Linked DNA regions of Rattus norvegicus: region 1 is linked to region 2. Evidence: chromatin contacts called from public Hi-C data. All regions are on one chromosome and are shown on one strand. Each heading gives the region's core, a stretch centred on a gene start, on an enhancer-like site or on the middle of the called end of the contact. The rest is flanking DNA. Distances are from core to core; before and after follow the strand shown.

The links. Hi-C and Micro-C count contacts between places; a contact is called where the count stands out from the background.
Region 1: a contact with region 2 is called in a Hi-C map of kidney, with 1.9 times the contacts expected there. The contact joins the enhancer-like site here to the promoter of Bbip1 in region 2. A contact is called at or near these places in 4 of 12 Hi-C or Micro-C datasets (Schwann cells, frontal cortex, kidney and 1 more).

What each region holds. Positions count from the first base shown.
Region 1 is chr1:263,053,863-263,058,901 of GRCr8, reverse strand. No RefSeq gene overlaps it. Among named protein-coding and RNA genes, the nearest start is that of Adra2a, 10 kb to the left of the region's middle. Within about 2 kb of position 2,246, at least 2 of the 93 cell types and tissues checked have an H3K27ac peak or open chromatin away from gene starts, as enhancers often do. A contact at or near this core is called in kidney, where this site is marked.
Region 2 is chr1:262,961,622-262,966,565 of GRCr8, reverse strand. Bbip1 (BBSome interacting protein 1) reads left to right here and starts at 2,156. Exons shown (of 4, transcript NM_001401715.1): 1 at 2,156-2,227; 2 at 2,788-2,881. It also overlaps a transcript of Shoc2 not described here.

The DNA.
Region 1 (5,039 bases), core at 997-3,496, 92 kb before region 2:
TCCCAGCTCTGTGTCCAGTTTCACAGTTGTGAGGCAGAGTAGTGGACCCCTTTCTCCACCTCAGACTGAGTGACTCTACAGTCCACATAGCTATTCCCCACTTTACTCTCCCACTTGGTTCCCACTCTGTTCCATCAAAACACTTGACTGGAATAAATGATGCAAAAGCTTTAATTAGTGGTAAAACTATATTGAGTCAAGATCCGTTGGTGAAAATCATGCACAAAGCATAATTCAGTGTATCCTGAGGACTCTTTTGGATACTCAAAATGTAATCAAGCTTTTATGAAGCACAAAGAGTAGTGGGGCACACACATGTACACACATGTATTCCTAGAACTCCCATGACAGGGCTGGCCCAACTCTAAGTTCAAACCCAGCCTGGTCTAGATAGTGAAATCCTGTCTAAAACAGAAGGGGAAAAAAGGGGGGGGGGTAGATTTCCAGCAATGATGGTACTCTTAAGATGAAATTTCAAAACAACTTTTTATCCAATCATGAAAATGAGACAAAATAGAGAAAATTTAAAAGATATACCTTCCCCTGTGACAGATATTTGATGAAGCAAATCTATCATAATGACCCTCCCCACTTCTCTCTCTGCCACCAAACATTCAAGTGAAAAACTAAACATTACAACTAAAACATCCAGAAAACACAAACTCGACAACCTGGAAAGTAAGCATTAGTAGGCAGATTAACAAGACAAAAATTAAAGAAACCCATGTGTGAGGTCTTTACCCTTCATCCCCCAACTTAAGTAGTGTGAGCAACTGAAAACGATGGAGGAACTCCACTTATCTTTGCAGAGAAAAAAAGATTAATGACACTTAAGTTTATGAATACCTTTCCTTTGGCATTATACCTAAAACTCGACTGCCAGACCCAGGTTCTGTAGCGCCCCTTTCTGGCTTGTCTTTCAATGTCGTGTTGGATATCTAGGTCTCTTGCTCTCCACACAGAGCTAGGAGCTTGGACTTTTACATCTGATGTTTGGGCATATAGTTCATTCTAGGTTTTAGGATTTGAATTTGTTAGATGCACAGCACAGGCAGATAGGCAAACAGATAGTCATTCAGATAGACAGGCAGGGAGGCAGGCAGATGATACTGACAATCATATTTCTGTATACCTGAAAAGGTCATCATTACTGCTCCTTTGGAAATGGGCTGTTGAAAGTTATCACAGAGATAAAACATCTTATCAAGTGTTTTGGGTTTGTGTTGATTAATATAATCATGTGACATGTTCCCCCTTAACCTGGCGGTATAATACATAATTTCAGAGTCTTCTGTACCTGGCATACACAGCACTTGGTTGTGCATAACTTTTTATGCATGATCAGATAGAACTTGCTAATATTTGGTCGAGAATCTTTGCATCGGTGTTCTGAAGAGATGTTTGTATGGCATCTTAAGGACTTCATCTGGGCTTAGTATTGGGATAAATCTGACCCCAAAGAATGAAAAAAAAGAACGAACCCACCCACCCCCTTCTATTTTCTGGAAGGGATTGTAGAAAACTACCTGTATAAACCATTTAAAGATACATATTTTTGAAATGTTTAATTCTACTAAATATAAGTACAGGTTCAGTTTCTTAAATAGAAATTTTTTTTCCTCATGTAAAATTTGGCACATTTTATCTTTCAAAGAATTGGCCCATTTTGTTTTAGCTATCAAGTTTAGGTGCACAGAGGTTTTCATAGTATCTATTAACCTTTTTTCCATAGGGACTATTGTGACATCATTGTCTTCATTTATGATAACAAGAATTAGTAAGGCAGTAGAAGCCATAAGCATGAGTAGAAGCTTATGTGTTTACTAATATTTTCAAATAACTTGTTTTCATTTTTTTCTACTGACTTTTTGTCTTATATTTCACTGATGTCTACTCTCTTTTTTTTCCTTTGGATTGTTCTACATTTGCTCTTTTTAAAGGTTGTTTCTTTTTAGGTTAAAATTTTCATTTTATTTTAGATCTTATTTTTTTTCTTTTTTTAATATAGCACAAGCTGTTCTCAGTGCTCCTCTGGGCTCCGCTTTCACCATTTCAAACATTTTGACAAGTATGTACTTTTTATTTTCATTTAGCGCAAAGTTTATAAAGGAAATTCAAGATTACATGGGTCCAAAAAGTAATTTCTAACAGAGGGGTGAATGGTGAACTGACCGTGACCTGACCCACTTCTTGAACTTGTTTTTGCTCATCTTTGAGAGCTCTCAGTCACGGATCACTGGAGCTCGTGGCGGCTTCCCTTCTTCCAAGTCTTCTGTCAATGTGGCTGACCAACACCGGTCAGCTTCAGCACAGTGGACACACTGGCTACTTTTCCCTTGCTGTAAGAAAACACCACAGCCAAAGATGACTGACGGAAGGATTTATTTTGGCTCACAGCTTCAGAGGCAGAGTCCATCCTCCTGGTAGGAAGAGGCTTGGCAGCAGACAGCTGGATCAGAAAGCTAAAGATCACATCTTCAACCAGAAAGCAAAAAGGCGGAACTGGAAGTGGGTTGTCCATGCTCTCTTCTCAAGATGTACAACAGAAAATAACTATATCGTAGATTCCCCAAGGATGTAGATATACTTTCCAAACTTAGGATGTAAGAGGACAAAGAAACACAGAATTGCTTAACCATCCTACAAACTGTCATTATGTTTAGACTCCTTCCAGGTCTAAAAAATGCAATCAGGCTACAACATTGCCACTCCTTTACTCTGCCAGACTCCCTTCAGTCACTCAGAACTACTGCACAGAAGCTCCCATCCTTTAAGGTTGTTCTCACAGCTCTGAAACAACCTCTTCCAAAGCTGAAACTCTAGAAAGGAAGCCATATGAGTGGTCCCTCAGTCCTATGTTCAATGTGACAGAAAAAAGAAGACTGCACTGCGAGTTTCACGGTCCTAGGTACTTCTGAACTAGTAGATTTACCTGAGAGAGGAGATAATTTCAACCCCCTCAAGTCATCTCCCAAATTAAAACTAGTAAAACACACACACACACACACACACACACACACACACACAGCTGCAGATATAGCAGGCTTCAGTCCTGCACCTGAACTGTTTTGGCTTAGAAGGACAAGTGTGAAACTTCACCATTAGTGTATGCATTTGCAGGCTGGAGGGCCTCAATGAGCCCTCACTGTTAGCTTAACCAGGCCCCACTGTTTAAATCAGCATCCACCCCTTTAACAGATCTCAGCCAGAGCTGGGCAGGTGTTATGACTTAGTGAGGGAGGAAACACAGTGGAGTAACAACACTGCTTAAGGGGCCAGATGTTGCTGCTTCTAATTTCAGCAATGTGTGATGTGATGTGCGCAACCCACTCCCTTCCCTAGAAATTAAATCTTGAAAGTAATACAGTCAGATTAACTTAAAAACAGGGAAATTAATTTTATGACTCAACACACAACAAATATTTAAAAAGCCTAAACAGGGTTTTTCTTTAATGTTTTAGAAAAAAATTAAGTCACAGTCAAAAGTTTGTGAACAAAATGAAATTCTGATAATCCAAATTATCAAAATCCACAGCAACAAAAAAATCCTCATGAACAAGTAACAGTGAAAGAGAGCCATTAAATTCAATTAGATAATGAGGTACAAAGAAACTCACTAAACTTGAAGGCAGCCTGCCTATATGCAAAGTAATTTGCAGTGTTTTAAAGGCTGACAGTCAGTCACCACTGCACAGGCCCTCCAGCTGGTGACACGATTTTGGAGGCAAATGAGCTCATGGAAGGTAGGCCTGGCTGACAGAAGTAGGCCATGCACCTCCAGTTCTGGCCTGCTTTTTCTCCTTCCATGTCCGCTATGACCACACTCCACTTCCAGACAGAGCATGTCTGCCCTGCCTGCCATACCACACGACTTCAATCTCTCTGAAACAGAACCAAAAGAACCATTTACTCCTGTTTCTATCAAGTAAATTGTAATAAGAAAATACACGATCAGCACCAGCTAAGGATCTGGGACTTTGAGGGGGCAGTGCCGACCCTAGTGTTACATCAACTGATGGTTCTGGTGAGAACTCCTAAGTGCAGACGGCTAACAGCACAGGCGCCTTGTATTTCATGTGGTGGGGGTAAGACTGGGATGGGTGCTGGGGGCCATTCATGTTACATCTGACAGAATCTGGCTGTGCTTCATATGCTGAAATTCCGAGTAAAGTGATGGACTGATAGGAAATCTCAACAAAGTTTAACATCCAGGCCGCTGAGACTGCTGCTTGCAGCTTTTACCCGAGTTTACAATGGTAGATGAAAGGAAAAACGTCAGAGGATTTGGAACATGGAGTTTGGTGAGGAGAGAGAAGTATTGAGCTCATGTACAGCAATTGTTGGTACATTCACTGTAACCTTAAGAGATTCAGCATGATTAAAGAGAAGCTAGGCACTGGATAAGAGGACAGAGGCCATAAGGGCAGAGCCTCGCCCAGCAAAGCCTCCGGGGTGTAAAAGCTACTTTAAGGATGCTTGGCTTCAAAAGCAACAATATGAAGGCTAATGACCCTCCTGTGCCTTTCACTGAAAGGGCCCAGAGTTGACATTTTCCCTCAGTTCAGCCAAAAAGGCACACATGAGGCCCACTGCATCTACAGCTGAACAGACACATTTACTTCTTGAGTGGCAACTTTATTTTTGAAGGTAACAAGATCTCAGTACATCGCCCGCACTATTCTTGAACTTGAAATCCTGCATCAGCCTTGAGTTTGAACCACCGTGCCTAATTGAGCATCTGTTTCTTCTTTTCTTTAACAGCCTTTTTTTTTTTAAAGATTTATGTGTATGAGTACACTGTAGCTGTCTTTAAACACACCAGAAGAGGGCATCAGATACCATTACAGATGGTTGTGAGCCACCATGTAGTTGCTGGGAATTGAACTCAGGAATTCTTGGAACCTCTGCAAGAGTCGACAGTGCTCTTAACCATTATGCAATCTCCAGACCACTTCTTCTTCCCTATCCTCCTCCTCCTTCTCTTCTCCTCCCTCTTCTTTCTATGATGTAGTTATTTTTGTTTGGATTATCAGGGTGGG
Region 2 (4,944 bases), core at 907-3,406:
ACAGTTACAAAGACCATGCCAACGATGGGTGACTAAAGGAACGAGGAGTGCACTAATAAATGTAGGTCTTTAAAACCAAACATCTTTGTCAGTGCTGATGACTTAAACACAAAAACGCTTGCTTGCACAAGTCCACCCTTCGATTCTGAAAAACAGCAAAGTTTTTGACTCGGCAATCCTTCCGGTAGATGCTAGAACTTCTGACATCTACAAAGAGTGTACAAGATTACACAGGGGTAAGCTCCCAGACTCAGCATCCTGCTGGAGACCAATATACCAAACAGTCCACAGTTGTAAGCTAATTTTTACTTCCCCAGAGCCCTCAGAAACACTTGAGGGGATAGGTCGCAAAACAGGGTTTCCTCTTTTATTTTCATCACCTCATAAAGCTACAAACCGATGGGGAGAAAATCGAATCTCCCAAGTGTAAAGGTGAAATCAGATGAAAAACGCACCCCAAAAACATCATCTTTCCGATTCCCAAATAGACAAGCGTTCCACCTGTTTGTAAACCCCTACTTGCACAGTTAACCCAAACCTCTGCTGAGAGGGACTGGGGGGTTGGGGGGAAGAGTGGGGAGAGGCGGGCGAATTACAGCTTTGGAGTCCTTATTCTTCTACCTAGGCATGGGGGAGGGGATGGTACAAAACAATGGATACCGAGGGGCTAGGGGGAAAATCGTTTTGCCCTGCAGCCTCCTGCGTTCCGAGCTGGGGGCGGGGAGTTACACTACTTTTCCTCTAGCCCTCAAAGCCGACGCGGAGATTGCCATCAGGCGTGTTTAGCAGGGCGGTCTCGGCGGCCACAACTCCTTTCACTCCGCAACACACCCAACGCCGATCCGCCGATCTCCCCGCAGGGTCGGTCTGTGGGGAGGAGACCGCCCAGAGCCAAGGACTTTGGGGAGGAGGTGCAGCGACCCCACCCCACAGCCCCACAGCTCCACAGCCTCATAGCCCCACATAACCACGGCCGCGCCCGCCCGCCCGCCCGCCGGTCCGCCCGCCCGCCCGGCGCCAAACGTCCGCACGACCCGGGCAGCCCCGCAGTCCCGGCCCGGAGGCGCCGAGAGCCGGGAGCAACCGGAGCGCGACTGACCGACCGGCAGCCCCGGGCCCGCGCCCGCGCCCCGGCGCTGTCCCAGCCGACCGCTCCGCAGTAGGCCCGGCCCGGTGCTGTCAGGGGCAGCCGGTTGCTCCCGGTGCCCCGCCCGCTGGCCCCGCGCGGGCAGCGGCTCCGAGGCCCCGGAGCCCCGGGCCGTGGCACCCCGGAAAGCAGCCGCGGCGCCTCCCAGGGCCCCGACCCCTCAGGCCTCGCCCCGGCCCCCGCGGCTCGCGCCTGTCAGGACCTGTGGGCCTCCCCTTACCGACGGCTGGCCAGGTCCCCGGACAGGCAGGAAGGCAGAGGACTGGCCCACGGGCGCCCCTGTGCTGCTCCCGCCCCAGGCTGCCGTCCGGAGCCCCGACTCCACCATCCCCGCTCACCTCCTTCCTCCTCCTCGTCCTCCGCTCCCCGAGCGACGCTCCCCTGCCACCGCCCCCCCGCCCCTCCCCCACTCGCCCCGCCCCTCCACACACTCTGGCTCCAATCGCCCCGCCCCGACCCTCTTGAACAAGCCTGGGCATTCGCTAGGGAGGAGGGAATGGGCGGAGCCATGGCAAATGGAGTCGCCCAATCAGAGCGAGACATTGGTGCCAGCTTCCCTGTCCCCGCCCTTTTCCTTTCCTCCGCGGCCGCGCGCGGTCTCCCGCCCACTGGGCGCCGCTGGCTAGCTCCGCCACAGAGAAAGCCTCCAGCCGGGTAGAGAAACAACTCCCAGTCGGAAGTTACGGTTGAAGCCCAGGCAGCCATAATTGATAATGGCAGGAGGCGTTTCCTGTCACCCGTTTGACGTATACTTTTCCTGCATTCGGTCCCCTCCGTTGCCCCAGGCAACAGCAGAGCCATCTGGAAAGGGCTGCACCTGTAAGTATACTTACGCAAGATGTGCACAGATAGTCCACACTGGACGAGTTAATTCGCGCCCAGGAACTGCAGGTTTGGTTTTTCAGGCTCTTCACTGAGCCGCCTGATCACTTACCTAGAACTACAGTTTAGAGCTTCAAAACTCCCTCGCGCCGGAAGTTACGCTTGGCACTTCCTAGTAGGGTCATGGCCAGGAGGTGGGAGTAGTCGCCCCAGCCTGCGCCCCAGGGGATACCTCCTCTTCCAGAGTTGAAGAGTGAGGTAAGTGCTCCCGACGCCTTACCACGGGGCCGGCCAGGCCGGATGAACAGCAGGGAGGGAGCTCGGAGAAGACTACTAGCTAAGGCCCAGGGCCGCTTCCGCTGGCAGAAGGTTTCCTTTCCGGCTGGTGGGGCGGTGGCCAGCCTTCCCTCCGCCCCTCTGAGGTTCCCTGTAGGGCGAGGCTGCCTGACCCACACCCCGGCCAGACCAGAGGACCCGCAGACCCTAGGTCTGCACTGTGGGACACGCGACACACCTCCGCGAGTTCCTCTAGAGTATGGTCCTTTCACCTCCTGTCCTTTAGAAACTCTAGATTTCGGGAACCAAAAGGAACCAGTTTCCACCCCAACTATCAAAGAAAAAGATGACTTCCCTGAGCCAGCCCTCATCTTCTGATTTTTCTTCCCATTCTGGGCACTTTGTAAGCTTTCACTAGAGTTCTGGGTTAGGGTGTATTGTAGTAGTTAGTCCTGGGTGTCTACGATTGTGACCATCCTTTTAAAGAACATTTAAAAATACTTAAAATGCTTTATGTGTCTCCAAGATATTGTCTCTTGTAGTTCCTTCTGTGGGCATTTTGAGTCAAGAAGTCAACCGTTCTGATAACTACAGATCAGATTCCTAAAGCTGCAAGAAAAAGATAACAATTTTCAGGTAAATTAAAATATGCTTCTGCCTAACCAATCGAAAAAGTGCGAATCTGCCTTCTCCACCAGTGTTCCAGCAAACAATGAAGTAGTCTTGTTTCTGCTGAGGTTAATCGTTGAAGTCGGCTGTCACCTTTTGTGACTTGTGTCAGTTATTCTGTTATCCTTGGAGATGTGTACCGCAATCTCTCCAACAGGAAACCTTACCCTTCTCACTATCTCATGGGTCAGCTGCTTGAGGACCTTTTGCTGTGTTGACTGTGTTATGCCTGAACAACGTGATCCGTGTGGGATTCACCTGCTCCGCACATAATAGTGCTCTCCTAAAGGGTTAAATTATTAGCAGTGTCCTTCAGTAGCAGAATTGAGCATGGTCCCTGGCACTCAGTGCTTCTTAGGGTCGACCTCTGAAGTCTTTACAACATAATTACCCTCCCGACTGTGTGTGTGTGTGTGTGTGTGTGTGTGTGTGTGTGTGTGTGTGTGTGAGAGAGAGAGAGAGAGAGAGAGAGAGAGAGAGAGAGAGAGAGAGAGAAAACGTGCACACATTACAAAGCTAAAAAAGCCAGGTGTGATGGTGTGATGCACTTAGGGGCTGAAACAAGAGAATCTCATGTTCAAAGCTACAGGGATGCAGAGTGAAATCCTATCTCAAAACAGGAGGGCGGGGAGCACTTACAGCCTTAGACCTATTTACCTATGTTGGATACTTATTCAGATTCTGATATATATACACCTCTTTCCTCTTCACATTCCTACTTTAGTACTATTTAGAAATAATATATTGATCTGCAGTTAGACCCCCTAACGTTAATTTAAGATTTTGAAAATCTTAAATTAGTAAAATACAGTATTATTACAACCAAGAAAAGTAGCAATTTTGTAACATAAAATACAGAGACTATACAAATCAAAATACTTCAGAAGTTTTGTATTGTACATGGGCATTGCCACTTCAGAATTTTATAGCTGTCCCGATCTTCCTCTCTGTGACACTGACATTTTAACAAAGTCAAAGAAATCCAGAGGTATTGTTGAAAAGGGATCCCTTTTTTTTATTTCATACCAATTAGAAGTTAGACTTGAGGCCTGATTAATTTTAATTCTTTTTTTTTTTTTTTGTGCATAACTGTGTAACTTTTTCCAGTTAGGTTCTCAAATGCAACTACATATACCTTTGCCTCGTGTTACTAGTAAAGTCCATCCCATTGTCAAGCTGAGAGTTTGGCATTTAATTTGCCTGTGTGTATAGAGTATTTAAAGTGCCCTAGGCTGTCAATATAGACTGTCTCCCTTTGATAAATGTGGCTACTTTGCCTATGCTGATGCAATGAAATCTACAGTAAAGTATGCTGATGTCAGCATAGTTTCTTGAGTTTCAAGTCCTGGCACCCTGCAGACTGCTGTTGAAAGATGTATAGCTCTGTAATTCAAATATGTGAATCTTGATGTTATCTCAGCAGATACCCAGGTAACTATTGTCCCTCTGGCCACAATCCAGTCTAGGCAATGGTATTTTCTCCTTGAAATTCTTCTGCAAGATCTCATTGGTCCTGTTGTTTCTGTAATAGCTTTCTGGTAGTAAGGACTGCCTATTAAAAACCAAGCTTAAACTTAACATCTCATTAGGAGCATGCTCTGCCCAGTGGAGAGAACTGTGGGATTTGGTTTATAATGACAAGAGGAACCCTCCCAAGAATGCAGAGCTCCCGTGGTCCTCCTGCTCCACACTCACTTTTCTTCTTGAAAGTTAAAAGGAGATTTCTTAGGTTAGCATAGAATGCTGTTAGCAGTCATACTGAAAGTTAAAATAACATGTTCCAATAGCTGCATTCTTTGTGTAGGAGGAAGTGTGCTCCTATATGATTGTGAAACAATTTCAACTTAATACTGAATTCAGGAAGGCTAAATAACATAGTAGTTAAGACTAGGTTTTAGAATCAGACCTGGAGTTAGGAAGATGCCCATTCACTAGCTAAGTGTCTATGGCTGTTTAAAACTAAATTTAACAGAACGCAAAGTACTTCAGCTTGCCTCATGGCATACAGAATGTGGTCAGAGTATCATTGT